Regions from separate parts of the Ovis aries genome. Here region 2 is linked to region 1. The links are chromatin contacts, called in public Hi-C maps. All regions are on one chromosome and are shown on one strand. Each heading gives the region's core, a stretch centred on a gene start, on an enhancer-like site or on the middle of the called end of the contact. The rest is flanking DNA. Distances are from core to core; before and after follow the strand shown.

Region 1 (6,430 bases), core at 3,018-5,517:
GCTGGTTTTGACAAATGTCCCTATCAAGCATAGCTCCAACAAGATAAAAGGTACTTTCATCAACCTAGAAAATTCCCTCATGCCCTTTCCCAATCTTCTTCACCCCTAGAAGCAAATACTGATATGATTTCTATTGCCATCAATTCATTTTGCTTCTTCCAGAACTTCATATAAATGGAGTCATACAATATACATATTTTAGTTTAGCTTTTTTGCTCTCAGTATTTCTGAGTACCATTCATGTTTAATGGTGTATCAATCATTCATTCTTTTTTATTGTTGATTAGTATTAAATTATCTATACAGCTCAGTTTATTATCTATCTTACCTGGACTATTTTGAGTTTTTAGGCTATTATGAACATTCTTGCTAAGGTCCGTCAAGTCAAGGCTATGGTTTTTCCTGTGGTCATGTATGGATGTGAGAGTTGGACTGTGAAGAAGGCTGAGCGCAGAAGAATTGATGCTTTTGAACTGTGGTGTTGGAGAAGACTCTTGAGGGTCCCTTGGACTGCAAGGAGATCCAATCAGTCCATTCTGAAGGAGATCAGCCCTGGGATTTCTTTGGAAGGAATGATGCTAAAGCTGAAGCTCCAGTACTTTGGACACCTCATGCGAAGAGTTGACTCATTGGAAAAGACTCTGATGCTGGGAGAGATTGGGGGCAGGAGGAGAAGGGGACGACCCAGGATGAGATGGCTGGATGGCATCACGGACTTGATGGACGTGAGTCTGAGTGAACTCCGGGAGATGGTGATGGACAGGGAGGCCTGGCGTGCTGCGATTCATGGGGTCGCAAAGAGTTGGACACGACTGAGCGACTGAACTGAACTGTACGAAGTTTTTATAGACATATTGATACAATATTGTCTATTACATAGCCTAGATTGAAATTGTTCCAACTGTGCCCCAAATGTCTTTTATGACTTTTTTTTAAATTCCAGGATCAAATCAAGATCACACATTACATTTGGTTGTTCTTTCTCTTTGGTGTCCTCTAACTGAGGACAATCTTGCTTTTAAAAACTATCTCCTATGTCATTTGCAAATATCCATACTGGTCTTTGAGCATTTAGAGGGAATAATCTTAAGGCTAGTTCAGTCTAGGTCTTCTCTGTGGATCTCACAGAGTCTATACAGTACTGGAATTTCTGTTTCTTTTTTCAGATAGCTTATTCATGATTGCAGAATTCATTTAAATAAATATTTATTGAGTATCTACCAGCACCAGGAATTGTTCCAGGCACTGGGATACAGACCTACACAAAGATGTGACTATATGAGGAAAAAAAATCCTTGATGTTAAAAATCTTTAAATCCTAAAATCTACATTCTACTGAGAATGTTCTCACATTTTGCTTATGTAATTTTTCAAGTTGTTCAAAAGACCAAGGCTTCATCTGTTTCTGTAGAGATTTTGTTTTCTGCTTTGTAAAATGCGGCCTGTTTGGTTCTTTCCTAATTAAGATGACTGCTTATTGCCCGAGAGCCTCTTTCTCTCTGTCTCTCTGTCTCTCTCTCTTGGCTTCTGAGTGCTTCTGAGTTCACTTTGGTAGTTATATTTTCTTCACTGGATCAGCCATCCTTTTTGCACTATGATAATGAAAGAAGTCTTTTGTACATTCTGGATATGAAAAAAGTCATTTCCATTTCAGAACTCAGCTGAAACTAACTTCTGTTCTGCAGCTTCGTGATACTTTCTGTGGAACTCTATTAAATCTCTCCCAGAGGCTGTCACTTGGGGCATTACTGTTTAATCACATCATTCTAACAGTGTGTGGGCTGCATGAGGGCCTAGACAATACTAAGCACAGTAAAAGCACAGGTGATGACTACTGAATGTAACTGAAAAACCCTTGGGTTGATGAGACTGAACCAACCGACTGGATACATGGCTTGCTATTTTAGTATTACAAAGGTCTTCTATTAAAATCCTACTCAAGGCTACAGTCAGTTGAGGCTTCTGTCCTATATGGAAACTGCTAACTCTAAATAACAAAGGCTACTGATCCCTCTTGTGTTTTCTTAGAAAAATTTCTATCAAAACCTTCTTCTACCTCTCCTTTATGCCAATGTTTCTCAACTGGGGTGGTGGTGGTGGTGCAATTTTACCTTTAGGAGACATGTGGCAATGCCTGGAGATATTTTCAGCAACATGACCAGGGGATGCCATCGACATCTAATGGGTAGGCGCCACTTGCCGGGGTCCAGCCCCAGTGGATCCAGGGAATTTGAAGCAGGGATGGTGTCGGCAAGGAAAACTTATTTATTAATATCAGATTAGATTAGGAAGAAATAGTGTAGTAGGAAAATTAAGTGGAGAAAGAAGGCTGAATAACTTGGCTTACAGGGAAGGCCAATAAAGTTCCAGACAAGGAGCTTGCACCATCTACGTTGGGCCACCAGCGCCCACTTGAATATCTAAGGGTGCCCCTCCTCAGGCTCCCTTTCGCGCTGGTCTTAAAAGCAAGAGCAAGTAAGTAGACTTAGTGAGCCGCCCTGCTCCAGATGGGAATTCAGCCTGAAATTAGAGTAAAGAGGAGACACGGGGGAAACCAGTCCAGTGATTGGCTCTGTCCTCTATTGTTCAGAAGGCCTTTTATACTTCTGATAAAACATGGAGATCAATGGGTAACACAAAGTTAGCAGTCCAGACTCTTATCAAAACCAGGCTTTTCTCTCTGCATACCTAATTGTATACACAAGTCTTAGGTGATTTACATCATCTTCTGGCCAAAAAGGGCCAATTAACATTTTACAGCCTTTTTTCTGATAAGGGTTTGTCAACCCAAAGACTTATTTGTGTTGATCTTCCCAAAGTCTGGTGCCACTCTCAGAAAGCACTAAATAAAGTTACATTCTTACATAGCAAGGACACAAGAGGAGTGCGGTGATATATAGCAAAGAAAAGTAATTAACTCAAAAGTCTAGTGTTGCTAACATCAAAACTACTATATATCTTTTTCCATATCCCGTTTACATTGATTAACATCCTCCCAGGTGCCTAAAAGATAAAGAATATGGAGGCCTGGCAGCAGTCATTGAGTCAACAGTGAAAACCCTCTACCAATATAATTTTTAACTCTTTAGAAAAGGCTCTGTATCTTTAAGATGCTTTTAAGCTTTGTGCCTCTCGCAGTTGGGGGGCTGTAAGCAATTCACAAGCTGTAAGAGGTCCAGGGAACCTGTTAGGCAAGCTAGAGAGCTATCAGAGGGGGTTTAACTGAAACATCCCTTTCAAATGCAGAAGACTAAAGCACTGAGTTGACTTTTTTCAGAGAATATTAGAAGAGTGGAAAAGCAGGCAGATTTTTATTTTTTGGGGGTGGATGCTCAGGAAATTCTAGGGGGGACAACCTGAGGTCTGATTAACCTTGCCATCAGAGCTCTGCCGCATGACCTTGTCACGGGTGGAATTCCTCACGCTGGCTCCCAGCAGACCAGGATGGCACTGAACATACTATGATGCACAGGACAGTCTCCTACATCAAAAAATCATATAGTTCAAAATGTCAGTAGTGCTGAGGCTGAGTATTCCTGTTTCATATGCATGGTCTAGGTCACACTACAATATATAAAAGTGCTAATACCCAGAGTGTAATGGACAGTTGGTTAAGTGATACCTGAACATGATCTCTGAGTTACTTAAACAACTGTATCACTAACAATGGTAGCAGAATCAAATTTTAGGAGCAAATGAACTATCTGAATTCCTGGGGGAATTGAGTTCTACAAAGAATGATCTTTAAAGAGTTTGAATTTTTGCTTCTCTCTACAGCCTTTTTAAAGGAATTCTACCCTGCCACCTGCATTCTTTCTTCACTGTTTACCTCTTGGATACCTGTGAAGAGGACTGGCATGGGGACCCCAGCAAAAGATGCTTTTATCGTCCCTTTCCCTTTGTTTCCTTAACCTGGCTTGACCTAATAGTCCTCACCTTGTGGATTACAAAGTACCGACTCCTTTCTTGAAGAGCTGCCATCCTCACTCTGTTGAGGGAACTTGCTTCGGCTGCTGGGGCCATCAGCTGCCTCCAAAGCCAGTGAGCAAGTGAGGTCACGCTAGCTGTGATGGCAGAGATTACAGCAGCTTTTTGCATTTGGCCTGGAATCCCTGGGGCATTCAATCTCCTCTCCTGTGGTGTCTTTGTGGGCCTTTCCCGAACAAATGCTTGCTTGTTCTTCCTCAAAGCTCACAGGGTGTCAGAAGCTAAGACTGAACCCTCGTTTGCATTCCTGGCATCCACTGGCATGACCTCAGGAATCCTGCAGCTGCAGGATGAATGGTGCCATTGGATGGTTTAGCTGAGGGCTTAAGTGGAGTTGGATGGCACAGAATCCTCCCATTTAACAGCACTGTCAAATCTTCAACCAGACTCAAACTAATGCTCTTTGGAAAAATCACTTGCTTGTCTGAGTTCCCCACCTTGCAGCTCTGCAAGAGAGAGCAGTGGGGATCCGGCTTATGCCCCACAGCACCAGTATGGGGCTTGGTACACAGTGCTCAGTAGATGTTGGTTAAACAAAATGATTTAAGCCAAAGTGCCTAAGTAGTATTATACATTGGCTGGGACTCTAGGGGAGGGAAAAGAAATCTTTTTCTTCTACCCATTTTAGCTTTTCTGGCTGGAGCCCTGTTGATAAGACTGACAAAAGACAGATTAACAAGAGGAAAACAAACACATGCCTCACACATACTCATGGAATACTCAGAAAGGAGTAACTCGTGGCAGATTTTGAGAAGCAAACATATGGGGAACTTAATGGGAGATAAGTGCTGGTTCTAGTAAGGTCTGTTATATGGATTCCTATGGTGCTATCTCTGGGCTGATAATAGTCTTGAGCTGTCTGTGTTGATTAACTTCTGTCTTTCCTGGACGTAAGGGAAGGGGACGGCACTCGTACAAATTTATATCCTGTTTTTAGGCAAATGGGGGAGGGCAGAGAGCTTTTCTTGTATCTGCTTCTTTTTTGTCCAATTTTTTTTTTTTTATGTGAACCACTTTTAAAGTCCTTATTGAACCTGTTACAATATTGCTTCTGTTTTTCTATGTTTTGACTGCAAGGCATGTGAGATCTTAGCTCCCCAACCAGGGACTGAACCCTCACTCCCTGGGTTGGAAGGCGAGGTCTTAACCACTGGACTGCCAGGGAAGTCCCTGTATCTGCTTCTTCTTAATTGCTTCCTTTCAAAATAGTTCTCATGCCAAACTAGTGTATTTTGGGGTAATATATTCTGCTCCCCTTTAGTCCAATTTTTCTTGTCCTCCATTCCCATCCTTTTGCCCCCTTTTAATTTAAAGAGGAGAATTTTTTGAAAGGGATAATTTTCAGTAAGAGCAATAATACAAGTTTCTCTATATAGTCAAAGAAATCCCAATCCAACACCAGGCATATTGTTCCAATAAAGCCAACAGACTGACCACTTTAAAAATGCAAATCTGAGTGTGTCCAGCCCTCAAACCCAAAGTCCTTGAACAGGTTCTGTTTTTTGTTTTTGTTTTTTTTAACCACTGGCCTCTGTAAACCTCTAGCCTCAAAACTCATCACTTCTCCTCTATTTCTAACACTCTACTCTGAGCTCACCAAACCCCTTTCCATTCACCCTAACTCAGTTTCACCCCAGTTCCAAAGAAGGGTTAAAGGTGCTAAAGAATGATCAAAGTACTAGACAACTGTGCTCACTTCCCATGCTAGTAAGGTTATGCTCAAAATCCTTCAAGCTAGGCTTCAGCAGTACTTGAATCAAGAACTTCCAGATGTACAAGCTAGATTTTGAAAAGACAGAGGAACCAGAGATCAAATTGCCAACATTCTTTGGATCATAGAAAAAGCAAGGGAATTCCAGGAAAACATCTACTTCTGCTTCACTGACTGCACTAAAGCCTTTGACTGTGTGGATTATAACAAACTATGGAAAATTCTTAAGGTGATGGGAATACAAGACCACCTTACCTCTCTCCTGAGAAACCTACATGTGGGTCAAGAAGCAATAGAACCTTACATGGAACAACTGACTGGTTCAAAACTGGGAAAGGAGTTGGATATTGTTACTCTGTTTATTTAACTTTTGTGCAGAGTACATCATGCAAAATGCCAGGCTGGATGAGTTACAAACTGGAATCAAGATTGCCAGGAGAAATACCAACAGCCTTGGATGTGCAGATGATACTACTCTAATGGTAGAAAGCAAAGAGGAACTAAAGAGCCTCTTGATGAGCGAGAAAGGGGAGAGGGAAAAAGCTGGATTAAAACTCAACATTAAAAATACTAAGATCATGGCATCCGGTCCCATCACTTCATGGCAAATAGAAGGGGAGAAAGTGTAAGCAGTGACAAATTTTACTTTCTTGGGCTCCAAAATCACTGCAGATGGTGACTGCAGCCATGGAATTAGGAGACACTTGCTTCTTGGAAGGAAAGCTATGACAA
Region 2 (5,983 bases), core at 507-3,006, 270 kb after region 1:
ACTCCAGTGTTCTTGCCTGGAGAATCCCAGGGACAGGGGAGCGTGGTGGGCTGCCATCTATGGGGTCGCACAGAGTCGGACAGGACTGAAGTGACTTAGCAGCAGCATGAATTATATTTCTCATCTGTAAACCAATAAATTCGTAATCTAGCTTACCCAGTTCCTTTTAAGATTTGTGAACTTAATGCAGCTATGAAATTTAACACTACCCTGTGGTTGGGCTGACAATATCAATTTCTAGTCCTCCAGAGCCAGACCTTGGAACACAGGAAATTCACCAATAAACACCATCTTGTCATATTTCTTGACAAGTAATCATTTATTCTCTCGAGGACCCCCCTACCTTGACACAAAAGCTCTCAAACTACATGAAAGAGACCCATCTTCATTAATATCTAGGTTCATAATGAGGACATTTCACTTTATGATACCCAATTATCTTCCACAAATTTCTAACAACTTGCAGTTGTGCCAAATTTTTTCACCGGCTTATTTTACCTTAAGCTGGTTCATCTGTTTTATGAGGCTTCAATTAACTAGATTTAGTCATGTCATGGCTAAATGGATGTGACTAGAACCGAGAGCATACAGGAATCTTTGTGTGAACTGTTACTCTACTGGTTAACATTTAGGTTTGAAATTGGAAAAAACACGAAGAGACTTTAAATTCTTTTCAGAATCTATACTCTAAAGGGGAGTGGGCACTATTTTTGATACCGAGATAGCAGCAAACCCGAAAACTATTCCAAAGAAGCAAATGGCAACAGAGATCAATCAGCAGTGACCTACACCTATTTTCTTTTTAAAAAATTATTTGCACCTTCACTGAGTTATTGCTAAATCTTAAGTGACGTTTAAAACAATAAGCAGACAAGTTTAGGGTGACTTAAGAAAGGCCATTTTCCACAAGGAAAAGGTTTCTTCCATATCCTTGAGGGCAGGTACTGTCTTTTCACCCTTCACTGGCGCCCAGAACAAAGCCTGGCACAGAGTTAGCACTTATTAGTTATTCGGTGGGTGAATAAACAGATGAACGAACGACGCTATTCTGCAAAGCCTGAGCAATCAGGGGCTGGTGTCCCTGAACCACGCTTGCTGCCGTTCCAGCAGGCTGGCAAGCATCTCTTCATTCCCTTACTTTTCTGGTAGGTCTTAATTCCCTTGTTTGTCCCTCCTTTAGGATGACCAAAATCCTGTCCCTAAACCGCGCCATTCCTCAGTTGATATGCTCATTTCTCGGACAGACGTAGCTGTTTCTGAGGAATGGCAGGCGGAACACGTAGGTTTTGGGAGGCGAGTAGCCGGGGGCCTTGACGCGGCGAAGGTAGTTCCAACGCCCGATATAAAAGGGTTTGGACCCTCATTTCTTCAATCGTTGATAAACAAAACTGCTCACTCTCACCTCCTCGTGCAGACGCCGCAGTGCTAACCTGGTTCCGACTGACACCGTGAGGAGGGAAAAGAACGCCGAACCGCCCTCACTAGGAGAGAAGGGAGAAAGCAAGCGCCTCCCCGACCCCCCTTGACGCCTGCCGTTCCCGTGCGCTCCACCGTCCGGCGACTCACGCGCGGGGCTGCGGGCGCCGAGACGCGAGGGCAGCCGGGGGCGCGTGCGCGCGGGAGGACCGGGCGTGGGGTGGGGGCGGGGAAGGGACAGAGGAGAGCGCGGCGCGCCAGCAGGTGGGAGCGTCCTCTCGCGCGCGTGCGCGCCCCGTGCCTTCTCCCTCACGTTCCCCGCGCGCCGCGTCTCCTCCCCGCCGGGCGCGCGCCGCCTCCTGCCCTCGCGCCGGGTCTGTCTCGGTCTCTCAGAGCCGCACGCTCCGCGGAGCTCCAGCCACTGCCGTCGCCTCGGCAGCGGCTCTCCAGCCCGGCGGTTCAGCATCGGCCCCTCAGCGCCGCGTCCCAGGCCACCTCCCTCTCCTCCGCCACTCCCCTTTCCTTTCCCGCCCTTCTCTCCCACACGGTCCTCGGAGAGAGCCTGGATACGAAGCGGGCGGACGTGAGAAGGGGGTTGGAAAAATGGAGGTGCCGCGCCTGGATCATGCCCTCAACAGCCCCACCAGCCCCTGTGAGGAGGTGATCAAAAACCTCAGCCTGGAGGCCATTCAGCTGTGCGACCGAGATGGTAAGAGCGGCCGGGACGGTGAGGGTTGGCGGGGGTGGGGGTAAAGCCCGCTGCCAGACCCCGCGGCCACTGGAGCTCCCGCCGACCCTGCTGGCCCGGGCGGTAGGGTCTTTTGTTGTCCCGCTTGTTCAGTTGAGCGCTGATGGGGGCTCCCCTTCGCCCACCCACTCTCCCCTCAGACCCCAGAAACAAAAGGACCCCGGGGCTCGCGGGTTGGCTGGGGAAGTCGCCGTGGTCCCCGGCCGCGGAGCCCCTCACCGTCGTCGCCCGCCTGGCTCCCGCCGAGGGGTTGCCCCGCGAGGGCGGCGTTCCCGCCGGCGTCTCCTGCTCCGGACCCGGTGTTTCCGATCTTCGCCGCAGTCCCACTTTCCTGGGTCTCCCGGAGAAAGCCCTCGGGATGTTTCCAGCGTTGCCCCCTGCCCCCAGCACACACTCATTAGCGGTCTCTGCCCGGAAACTTACTAGTTCCTTTTTGAGCCTCCCATCTTCAGACTTCCTACATTTTGAAGTCTTTTTATCCTTTCAAAATGGAATTTGAAGTGACAGTTATTTTTCAGTAGAGGGACAGAAGAGTGCGTTTCAGCACCAAGGACAGCCACAAGCTTCGTGGTTTGAAACTGTGATTCAGACAGAAACTGTCACAAATGTGTAATGGAAGTGGCCTCATATATCTGCCGTGATTCAGAGTATGTGGCGAGTACTTACCGTTGTGTCTTGATATCATATCGCTTATTCTATTGTTAAAGTTGACAGTCTCCTTAAAAAGGAAATTGATTAAACAGATCTGAGCGTTAAAGGTAAACTAGTACAATGTGCAGTATGGGTAGTTAGAGCGCTTCTGTATTATTAGTTGGAGTAGTTGGAGAGTCAGTGCTGTTTCAGTAATGTGAAATAAAACTTCATTTGTAAAGAAGTCATCTGATTAGCACTGATTGATGTAATAATTGTAAAAAAAATTATACAAGTGACAAAGGAAAAATAATTTATGTGTTGTCAAGATGACCCTGAACAGTTTTGATTGTAAATGAAATTAGTGTTTAACTCTGTATAGCGATTATTTAAAAATGGTTTTTAGTCACGGTTATGTAGATATACTAATGTACTTACAATAGGTCGTAAAATTGATCAGTATATAATCCAAGTAGAGAGCAGAGGTCTTGTTTCCAGTCATTTAAATGGTAATAACTTGGTTAGGCGTTGCTGCATAGTACAGTTTAGGTCAACTGAACACCGAATTTCCGTTTATTAATAAATTTAGGACAACCACTCTTGGATTAATTGCTCTTTGAAGCCGAAGGCACTTTAAATAATTTTGAAAAAGGTGTAGTATAGATAATAAATATTCTTGCAAAAGCTGCTTTTATTTTCTTCATCCCTAGACTGTTTTGGTCACCATAGTAATAAGTGCACATACTTTTGACATTAACAATTCATTGTTTTTGTATTCCATATAGGAAGTTGCACTATTGGACTGTACAGATTATTTTTAACATACCTCATAGAAAGTCCTATGGGTTTGTTTATACTTTTGTGAAATGACTTTATAATGTTACCATTGTAAATATTTTTATTTTCCTATGCTGGTTTGCCAGAAAGCAATAATAAAGGTAGATTTTATTTTCATCTGCTTCAACAATTTATCAAAAGCTCGTCACTATAGTTATTGGAAATAGGCAATTCATGGTTGCTCCTCAAAAGCCAGTAGTTAGTACTTAAAATTGCACTTACCAGATGTTTCTAAGATGCTAAGAAAAATAAAGTTTTTTTTAATGACCTTTACAGAGTTAATAATGTACAAAAATTAATATCCTGCATTTATCGTCTCTTCTCCTGGAGTAGAGTTATTTCATTTTGGTAATGTTTTTTAGTTTCTATGATCACATTACTAATCCCGCAAAATGAATGAATTATGTAACATTTAATTGGGGATGTACTGGCACTAGGCAGTTTGAAAATTACTACTTATTTACAGACTTCTAATAGATTCGACACGTTAATTAAATAGTTTCATTTTATAAAATAGCTTATGTCTTCAACTACAAAAGGCTAACTCTTTATTAAAAGATGTGTAAAATGTGAAAATAGCTCATGTAAAGATTTTGTTAAATGCCTAACTTTACATTTTGTGAAACTCTGTATGTCAATTCCAAAAATGTTAAGTTGGCATCATAGGAATACTTTAGAGGAGATGATATAGTTACTTTTACAGAACAATTTAAAAATGTTACATTAAGTTTTTCAACCAGATCTAGTCATACTTTTATATTGAGAAATTTTCAGCTAGACGAATTTGCTTCCTTCACTTCCTTCTTTTCACTCCCTCTCCAGTCTCATTGTTTTACTTCTGGAAATATATAACACAAAAATGTGTGGCAGGTCTGTTTTGCATTTAAGTACATAATGAGTTATATTTTCATAATTGTATGATTGTAGAAATAAATGTGTCTTGTTTGCTCTTTACTTTTCCTACTTTAATATGAATCTGATGATGAGAAAAATTAGTGCAACATTAATTCCTTAGAAGTGGAATGAAGTAGAATAAGAGAAGATACCATATGATTGTTTAATAAACATCTCCTTTTACCCTCTCCACTTACAGATGTTTTTAATTTTATAATGTTTTGCATATTACATCAACTGAGAGCTATAGCTGCTGGCAAACATAACTGTATGTCTTATTGTCTTTGTCTTATCCTCTTTTATGTTTTTTTTCCTTGTCATTTGCCTTTTTTCTTATCTGTTTACATTATTAGTAACAATTTACAATGCTTCTTTTTCTCATCATCCCTCAAAAGGCTTAATAGTTTCTGAAGAAGTTGTAATAGAATCCAAGTGGTCATATAATTAGATATTTTAATTAAGCAAGAGGGTTTTCATACACACATTATCTCATGTATAGTTTTATCCTAGGCATGTGTGCTCTGGTCGCTAATACAAGGCCCTGCCTAGATTTCACTTGTAGTTCAAAATGAGGATTCTGGACAGACTTCTATTAGAAAACCTCTGAAGATGTGCTGTTTTCTTACAACAGATTTGTCTGTTGTAAGAAAAAGACTGTTCCTGTTCTTCTTCTCTTGTATGTTGAAGTGGCTTTAAGTGACGTATATGATACACTTTAGTGGTGAGTTTTCAAAAAAATCAAAATAATTTCTTATCTGGAAGCATTAGTAATATGGAAACTTATTTTCAGTTTGTTTCTTCTTATAGATACTTCAGACCCTCTCTGACCTGTGACATTTCAAAACAGCTCTGACCCCACACATAGAATTCTACACTGCTTCTCTTCACTCTTTTTTTTTTTTTCCATCATACATATGGAAGCTTTCTTTCCTTGCTGTGGAGGAAAGATTCATCTTTATGTTGCTTTACATGCATCCAAGCTCCCTCCACATATTTTGAAAGATAAACTCCATTCAATTTGGACTTTACCTTATTTACTTAAATTATAAATCAGCTGAGACTGTCTTCTTCACTGGCATGTGAATTAAACAAATTTTGTTTGAAAACAAAAGGTAATACAGGAGTGTTTAGTAACACAGTGCTGTATTAGATCATTCTTAATGGTATGTTTTAAAGCAGATGTCTAGGACGAATACTCTTAACTATTACCTCAAATAGTACAAGAATTTAAGGTAGGCATTACTGAGTCTCACTGACATGCGTGTAGCATGGTGGTAATACCATTTTACATTCAGACCTCTCATGAAATGTTGACTCTTGATAGATACATGATCTTAGGGAAGTTACTTAACCACTTCTTAGCCTCAAGCTTTCTCATGTAATATGGGTATAAAATGTCAGTCCGGTAGGGTTGTTGAGATAATTAAGTATTATAAAGCAGTTCTTGACACAAAATAG

Evidence for each region. A called contact is a pair of places that touch in the nucleus more often than the background predicts.
Region 2: a Hi-C map of hypothalamus shows a contact between it and region 1, with 5 times the contacts expected there. The contact joins the promoter of PHYHIPL here to the enhancer-like site in region 1. A contact is called at or near these places in 2 of 16 Hi-C or Micro-C datasets (hypothalamus and skin fibroblasts).

The regions. Positions count from the first base shown.
Region 1 is chr25:13,843,599-13,850,028 of ARS-UI_Ramb_v3.0, forward strand. All of the region lies in intron 2 of LOC132658624 (a long non-coding RNA gene), which reads right to left. Among named protein-coding and RNA genes, the nearest start is that of PHYHIPL, 270 kb to the right of the region's middle. Within about 2 kb of position 4,268, at least 10 of the 54 cell types and tissues checked have an H3K27ac peak or open chromatin away from gene starts, as enhancers often do. A contact at or near this core is called in hypothalamus, where this site is marked.
Region 2 is chr25:14,113,584-14,119,566 of ARS-UI_Ramb_v3.0, forward strand. It overlaps PHYHIPL (phytanoyl-CoA 2-hydroxylase interacting protein like), which reads left to right and starts at 1,757. Exons shown (of 5, transcript XM_004021385.6): 1 at 1,757-2,125. The coding sequence starts at 2,020. It overlaps LOC132658624 (a long non-coding RNA gene), which reads right to left and starts at 1,592. Exons shown (of 3, transcript XR_009598489.1): 1 at 1,403-1,592.